Linked DNA regions of Columba livia: region 2 is linked to region 1. The links are chromatin contacts, called in public Hi-C maps. All regions are on one chromosome and are shown on one strand. The core of a region is the stretch at or near the end of the contact, and the rest is flanking DNA. Distances in the headings are between cores, read along the strand shown.

Region 1 (3,893 bases), core at 713-3,212:
AAAAAACTGCTATTGCTACGCTTTTAGTGCTGAAAATGGAATCTGAGTTTATATGTGGTAGATCCAAGGCGAGGAAGAAGGAGGGACTGCAGCACGGCTCCTCTTTTGCTCCCTGCAACCCAGGAAGGGGTTAGAAATGTATTCGGCGTGGTTTCAAACTGTCACAGGACTGGGTGGGCACGGTTTTCCCCTTTAGGTCTGGTGTAGAAAAAAAGAAAACCGAAATGGGGCAGAGAATTGCTAACTTGGTTGAGTAAACCATAAAGGGGGACCCACAAGGCTGGGTGCAGATCTGAGCGTGTCATCAAAAGGGTGCTGGGCCTTACAGATTTCAGCAACATGAGACTACCTCAGAGACTGTGCTGCTCTCCAAAATGATGTGTGTGTGTTTCACTTTGGGGACGGATGTTAGATATGCTTAAAATGCAAAGGTGGTTATTGGGAGTGAGAGTGGGTCCCTACAAGCGGCAGTTTTTGTGGAAACATGCCTGTGGTGGGCTCTGCTGTGGCGCTGCGTGGCACTGCGTGGCGCTGGGCGCGAGCAGCGAAGGCGCAAGGAGCACTGCACGTGTCTTGTTGTTGGGATGCACAAGGAGGGCTGGAGGTGTCTTGTTGGGATGCACAAGGAGGGCTGGAGGTGTCTTGTTGTTGGGATGCACAAGGAGGGCTGGAGGTGTCTTTCGTTGTTTGCTTCAGGCTGGGGATGTTTCTCTGCCTTATTCAGCAACAAAAAGGGATTGGGGGCAATGCAAGACCGGCGGGTGCGGGCGCTGCTGCAGCTGCCCGGGCCCCTGGGCGGGTGCTCGAGGTGCAGACGGGCGGGGGCGGTGAAAGGGGGGAAGGAAACTTCTGGTTTCATCAAAAAAGTGTGATTTCCTGGGATGGCTTGGACCCACCCGCAGGAAGGACTCCAAGTGCCTGCTTTTGCTCACAAGTGAAGAATTCCACTTATTTTTTTTTCTAATTCTTTCTTAAACATATGCAAATGATTTGCCTGAAACAGCAGGAAGTTTGGGAGGGGACTTGTTACGCAGATGCATGGGTTTGCTGGATTTTTTCACTCATTAGTGGGCTCCCTCAGTCACATAGGTTTATTGTATGCTTCCTTTAAAGGGCGGCTGAGGGAATTGAATGATGTTTTCAGGCTCTTCCTCCCCCAGCTCCCCGCCTGCCTCTGCAGCAGCTCGCAGCATGTCCTACAGCACAGGCATTCACTGTTTCAGAATGGTGCTCGTGCCAAAAAATGCTCAGATCCGGAGTTAGAAATCGCCAGAAGTGAGAGCACAGTTACTGTAAACTCGAGGTGTAAAGGTTTGTGTCTGTAAACTGTGGCCGTGATGTTGAGAACGCTGCTCTGTAAATGTTGACTCTGATTGTTGAAGGTGGTGCCACACACTGTTATCAGAAGGCTGAGCAATAATCCATGTGTCTTTCTCTTTAAAGTGTATTTTCTCACTTGACTTCCTTAAACATTGTTTTTGTACGGCTTGGACCTACAGCAACTGAGATCTTGAGCTCGTGATTAAACAGTGCCGGTCTGTATTAAATCCTTGGGGCTGAACTACACAGATGGGAGTGAGCTGGTGGTTGCCATAAAGTTGGCAGGACCCAGCTTTCCAGATGAGGCGAAGCACCAAGCTGGGCTGGTGCGGCAGTGGCTGGCCGGGACAGCTGGGACAGGGGCACAGCCAGGGGACCGCCGGGACAGCGGGGAATAGCCGGGACAGCCGGGGCCAGCCAGGACGGGGGCACAGCTGGGACAGCAGGGACAGTGGGGAATAGCCGGGGCCAGCCGGGGCAGGGCAGCGGCTCCTCTCGGAACCGGCGCTCAGGGTTGTGGCTCAGCTGCCGATGTGCTGCGTGGGCTTTAGTGCAAGCACTCCCAAGTCCCATAGCCTGGAAAACGGGTCCGTCGTCTTTCTTCACGTGCCCCGTGTCCCGGCGCTCGCGGAGCGCTGCGCGGCGAGGTCCCGGCTCTGCGTCAGCTGCTGTGTGCGTGCGTTCCCGGGGCCTGCGGATGTGTTCTGTGTGCGTGGTGACTTTGCGTGGACTGTAACAATGGATTGTAAATTCAGAGCTGGCTGACAAACGTTATATACACCGCTGTTGTTGCTGCTGTGTGACACTGTTACACTTTCTTTGCAAACCAGCCTAGGCAAAGCCTTGTTTAATCCTGGTTCTTCCTCTCTTTACTCCACGCAGTGAAGGGATCATGCAGGTAACTGATTTTCCCTAAGATTTCAGGATCCTTTTGCTGAGCTGTGTAATGCTCATACATGCCACAGCTACACATGCAGCTTTGTCGTGGACATGATTCAGAATTTCTTTCTTATGTGTCTCAGCCTCAACCTATTTTTCATGTCGTTTTCCCTATCTTTTTTATACATTTGCATTAAATAAGACATTCAGTGCAAGCTTGCAGTGCCACTTTACTTAGAAATAACATTAATAGATCATTCTTTCTTGTTTCTTACTGTATCTCACACAGATCTTCTTGCATTTTACTGTTTGTTTTGGGTTTTTTTCCTTCTGAGTCATCACTAAAAATATGTAACGATGTAATACAATTCATAGTGTTCTTTATCATATAAATCTCCTAAGGCACATTAGAATAAAATCAATAAAACAAAACATAAAATCAGCTTGGTTCAGCCATGTGTTGAATTGGTTCATAGCTTCTAAGGCAGAGTCACAGAAAGGCTTTTTGCACTTCCCGTGTGTTTTACTCTTCAGCCTCGTCCGTCTCCCGTTGTGTTCGCGCAGCAGCCGGTGCCAGGGCGCCGCGCTGGTCGCAGCTGTCCGGAGCTCCTGCGCCCAGGCCAGCTTTGGCTCTGTAGAGGCCACGTGCTGTTCTATCAGATAGAAGGAGGAAGAGCTCGAGTTGAAACAGATTGACTGTTTGATATCAGAGCGCGGAGGGAAGGAAACCATCAAATCAACTCATAAAAGCTTTATTTACAATGAATGGACTTTCTTTCCTGTATGTCATTATCATCTTGTCTGCAACCCAGTGACCCTGATTATTGTGAAGCTGTTTACAAGGTTTAGGTTAATTGGATTTCTTTAGCTATTTCCCAGAGCGGTGAGGAGCACAAATACAAATGCTGTGGAGCTCCAACAGCAAAGTGCGACCCCGTTTGCAGGGAGATGGGCTTCTTCCAGGAGGAAGGCATTTTGTTTCATACTCAACTAAGTGCATAGCAGCATGTACCTGTCATTTGGCATAATATTGTATAACACCCTCTTTCATACAGATGTGTTCAGTTGCAACTTGTGTTTCCAACACAGAAATTACATTTTGCATGTTCGGCAAGAAATGAGCTTATCTTCAAAGAGAGAGGCTTTGATTTTTTTTTCCTTGAGCTTGATAGCAGTTTCACTGGTTTTGTTTTCATGTGAGGAATCATGGATAAAATAGCTGTGCATTGCATGGCTGCCTGAATAAACGGGGCAGGAGGATGTAGCTGGGTGAGATCGGGACAGTACTTGTATACGCTTTGCTTTCATCTTCTTAGGATGCATGCTTATTCTTTAATGGCGCAACATTGCACCCTCCAGGTGCAATGTGTAATTGCAGGTCTACAGATAACCGACTTGGTTTATGAGCTGTGTTTTTGTGAGCAAGCCTTCCTAAATTCTCCTTTAGTGTTATTCACCCTCTTTTTCTCTTTCTTTTTCAGGCTTCTGTAGGCTCTGAGAAGCTGTTCTCTCCTGCAGCAAATAAAGGTAAGTGATCTGGAGAAATGCTTTCTTTATCTTAGAGCAAGAGATTTGAGTTGTGAATCCATATCGGGCAAATAGCAGGAGAGCAGCTTTGCCAGTGCCTTTCATTTTGCCACACACACTGTCGTGAAGATCAGCTTTACAGGCTTGTGATGACAAAGTTAAAATTT
Region 2 (3,893 bases), core at 1,010-3,509, 40 kb before region 1:
GTATCTGAGGTCCTTTTAACCTAATTCTGTATCAAAGATAATTTCTTGTTATGTAAGTTACTGTTCTGAGTGATTGCTTTGGGTCGTGGAGATCGTCCTCAACCACTCTCCTCTGTGCCAGAAACTGCAATTATTTACTTTGTTATCAATTCTCAAAATCAAGCCTCGCTCACCTGGGAGAGGTTGCTGCGGTATTACAGCAAAGCAGAGCCTCCCCATTCATCTTCCTAAAGAGTTAAATCTCTGGTCATCCCTGATCAGAAGTTACTTCAGAGGTTTATGTTTATGGATAAATCCGATTTTCCCTGCATACAGACTTACAAGGACGAGCTGCTTGCTTGTACACAGCATTAACTTCGACAAGCAGCAGACTTCTAATGCTCTCTTCAGGAATGTTCTTTGCTGACAAGTCCCCTAAAGCCGCCCTGTGCTAAAGCCAAAAGGCAGCAGCTTCGGCTGCCTGATTAATCCTGTAAAACGAGCAGTGTTTTGTTTAGTTGGATGTTGAGTTTTCGCTAGTGCAGAGTGATTTTTTTAGGTTTACTTTGTTTCGAAGGTGGGTTATTCTGAGCGAAACCTTAAGCCCTGTTTATCAGCGAGGGGCAGCCTGTTCCCGCAGGCAGACGAGGGAGCGGAGCACGTCCCGGTGTTGCTGTGCCGGGCGTGCGGTGGCGCGTGGGACCCGCGGGCTGTGCCGGCCCAGCCGGACGGCGGCGGCGCTGGTGGCTCTGGGTGTTCAGCGTGAGAAAGGGATTGAGTATGCTTCGAATTCCAGCGGTGAGCTACAGCCGTGTAGCAGCAGTTGATGTTCGGTTTGCTTTGATTTCGCAAGAATGTCGCGATTTGAAGTTGATGTGTCAGTAAAGGGTGTAAACGTTGGTGTTTGCTGTTGTTGCTTTTTAAACTGAAAGCTGTTAAGATGTTTAATGGTGCCGTGTAGCCAAAAGCGCAGTAGAAGGACTGCACTCGTCACGGGGCCAGGCTGCTGTGCGGCGCTTCTGGAAAGCACAGATGTGTTTGTCGTTTTCTGCCGCAAATCTCCTCTTCTTTTCTCCCTTGACTTCAGCATCCTTGGGTTGAGTGACCCGCAATAGCTACGGGTTGTGGTGTCCGGATGTATTTGAATATGAAGCAATCTTTTAAAAGCCATTACAGACAATTCAGTCATGTAAAATTACTTGTATCATTGGAATAGGAAATGCAAGGTGGTTAATTTTAATGACTGTGAATTTACAGTATCTGAAGTCAGGCAGGTACAAGAATGTGTTGCTCTTCACGTAACAGCACGTTTGAGCAGAGGTTGGCGTTCTGCATCAGAAATGGAAATTTTAGCGTTTCTTGAAGTCTTTTATCCTTCTGAATAAAGATGGAAATTCTGAACTAGGTAAAGAAACATGTGGTTTTACCAGAAATTATTTCCTAGACCGATCAATTACTAGGACACGTAATGAGAAATACACTCCTTAGGGAGAGGAAGGAGGGATTGTCATTACATAATGTCCCTTGGGATAATTTCTGTATCACATAATGAGGTTGGTGATGGAGCATTTGGGGAAAATGCCTGTGGATAGGAATTTGTTCTTCAGATTTACATAAGCAAAACATATTACTGAAAAATAGGCTTGTTAAACATAGTACTGTTGCATTGGTAGGTGGGTGCTTTGCCTCTGTACACGTTTCTTTTGTTCTCATTACTGTTATGGAAGAGATTAGGTAACCATGAGATTAAAACGTCCACAAAATGAGAGATGTTAGTGAATCATTTCCTTACTTATTTAACGCCAAAGGTGAACCATTAAGGGCTTACGTTCTGTTCTAGGCTTCATTAAATTATTTCTGTTTATCTGTTGAAAATAGGTCCGAAGGAAGAGAAAAATCTCTAGACTTAATGGTGTGAACATAGATGACCTTATCCTCATGCTGGTTAAAATGAAACGTATAGAAGTGCATGTATGTGATGCCCTGGAGTCACCCACAGCAGCGGCAGCTGGATCGCGTTTTCAGAGTCCCCGCAAGATCCTAAGGATCCTCTGGGAGCTGACTTTCAGGCAGAGAAGAAAGTGCTTGTTAGAAGTGACTCAGATGCAGCCTGACTTTTTTAGTAGCCATTGCCTTAAACAGGAAGAGAATTCATTTTGGCACTCGCGCCCTGCGGCATGTTTCCCGCGGCCCGGCGGAGGGCGGGCGAACAGAACGCCTGTGCCGCTGCAGCGGGCCGCGCCGCCATCGGGCCGCTCGTTCGGAGCCGAGCGCCGGTGATCCTGGTGGTTCTTCAGACGGCTCGCCCGGCCTTTGTCCCTGGAGTCACAAGCGCGCTGCAGCAGCCGGGGTGGCGCAGCGGCCGCCCGCGGTGGCCGGTGGCCCGGGCAGGGCTGCACAGCTGTTGCTGCTTGGGAAGTCCAAGGTGCAATGGTTGGTTTGACGTCCAGGCCCCTATTTCAGCATTTCATCGATGATAATATTTTGCAGTATTTTGTGTGCCACCGTGTGGCGGCCGGGACGTGTTACAGCTGTCGAGGTGTGCGTGGGTGTTGCAGGCCAGTCCCGGTTTTAGTGCTGCCTCGATGGTTTTGGTTTGTGTCTGGGTTTAGTGTGGGCTCTGATTCACCTGACGCTGACGCAGCTGCCGGGTCCTGGTGGCTGGAAGCGCCGAGGGGAGCGGCGGCTGCTCGCTGCCGCCCAGCGCCTTGCTTTGCGAGTTTGTGGCAGGGCTTTGCTTTCCAAAAGGGTGGAAAATGATGCCGGATTTAAGCACTGAGAGTTTGCATAAGTCACTGACATTTCTGCATCCTGTGGAGAAGGTCACCGTCAGGGGAACGGAAAGTCTGTGCAGCTGATGCTGGTGGACGGAGCCGATGGCGGGCGGTGACGCCGGGGCGGCGTGGGCTGCCCCGCAGCGCTGCGGACGGGGCTCGGCATTGCCCCCTCACGGGGTCTTCAGCCTGTCTCGGGGTAGCCGATGTCACTTTAAACGCTAAGAATAGCAACCTGTGAGTGTTGGTTCTTGTAAACTGAAACAAGGATGGTGCTGTTGACATGGATATAGAAAAACAGGTTTCCCCAAAACAACCATTTGTGCCCTATGCAGCTGCATTGAAAGGGTTAAAGATAAATAAAACATGTGTTCTTTAATATCATTTTTTAAAATGTTACTTTCTGGTGGGTGTAGGAGAATCTAGGTGAAGACAGTGTTTCAAGGTGGCTGCTTTCATTAACAAAGATCGCTCTAGCTTACTCTTGTACAAAAAGAGATATTTTGTAAAATATTCTTAATTTTGAAAGTTAAGAACACAGCCTAGCTTGTGTGTTTCTGGAAGAACGTTATGGTTGAATTGCTGTGGAAGGTAGCTTCAAGATTTTTAATAGCGAGTTAAAGCAGGCTGGGTACATTGTTTGCCATGATGTTTCTGTGGGGGTGAAAACCATCTGTGTGTGGATGCTGTTTCTGCAGTAACTGCTGTACCGGAGCAGAATCAGGGACATAATAGGCAAATCTTGTTTGTTTGTGTGGAATAGATCAACAAATGTTTAGGCTATTAAGATACCTGCAAGCAGATCCTTACTACAGAGCTGTAGGTTATGAAGTCATAGTATAGTCTGCCTTCAAGATGGTTGGAAATCCATCATAAATATCTTTAGCCACATAGGTTCTGTCTCCCTGGATGACTGGCTCTCTAGCAAAGCCTTCGTAGAGGGTGTACTGTAATCCTTTTATGTTACTTCTTCAGTGCAGATTATGCAGCAAGAAATAATTAGGAGATTAATTTTCACCTGTCACTGCCAATAATAGATAACCTTGATACAGTGGCGGGGCTGGGAATCTGGGGAGCGGAAAAGCGGTTAACCCTGCAGCGATTGCTGCAGGGACCGGGCAGACGATGGTCGCCGGGACG

The links. A called contact is a pair of places that touch in the nucleus more often than the background predicts.
Region 2: a contact with region 1 is called in a Hi-C map of crop, with 1.8 times the contacts expected there. The contact joins two enhancer-like sites. A contact is called at or near these places in 2 of 2 Hi-C or Micro-C datasets (crop and liver).

The regions. Positions count from the first base shown.
Region 1 is chr17:376,005-379,897 of bColLiv1.pat.W.v2, reverse strand. It overlaps FBRSL1 (fibrosin like 1), which reads left to right. Exons shown (of 19, transcript XM_065033314.1): 6 at 3,681-3,726. Among named protein-coding and RNA genes, the nearest start is that of CHFR, 93 kb to the right of the region's middle. Within about 2 kb of position 1,962, at least 1 of the 3 cell types and tissues checked has an H3K27ac peak away from gene starts, as active enhancers do.
Region 2 is chr17:416,492-420,384 of bColLiv1.pat.W.v2, reverse strand. All of the region lies in intron 5 of FBRSL1 (fibrosin like 1), which reads left to right. Among named protein-coding and RNA genes, the nearest start is that of CHFR, 130 kb to the right of the region's middle. Within about 2 kb of position 2,259, at least 1 of the 3 cell types and tissues checked has an H3K27ac peak away from gene starts, as active enhancers do.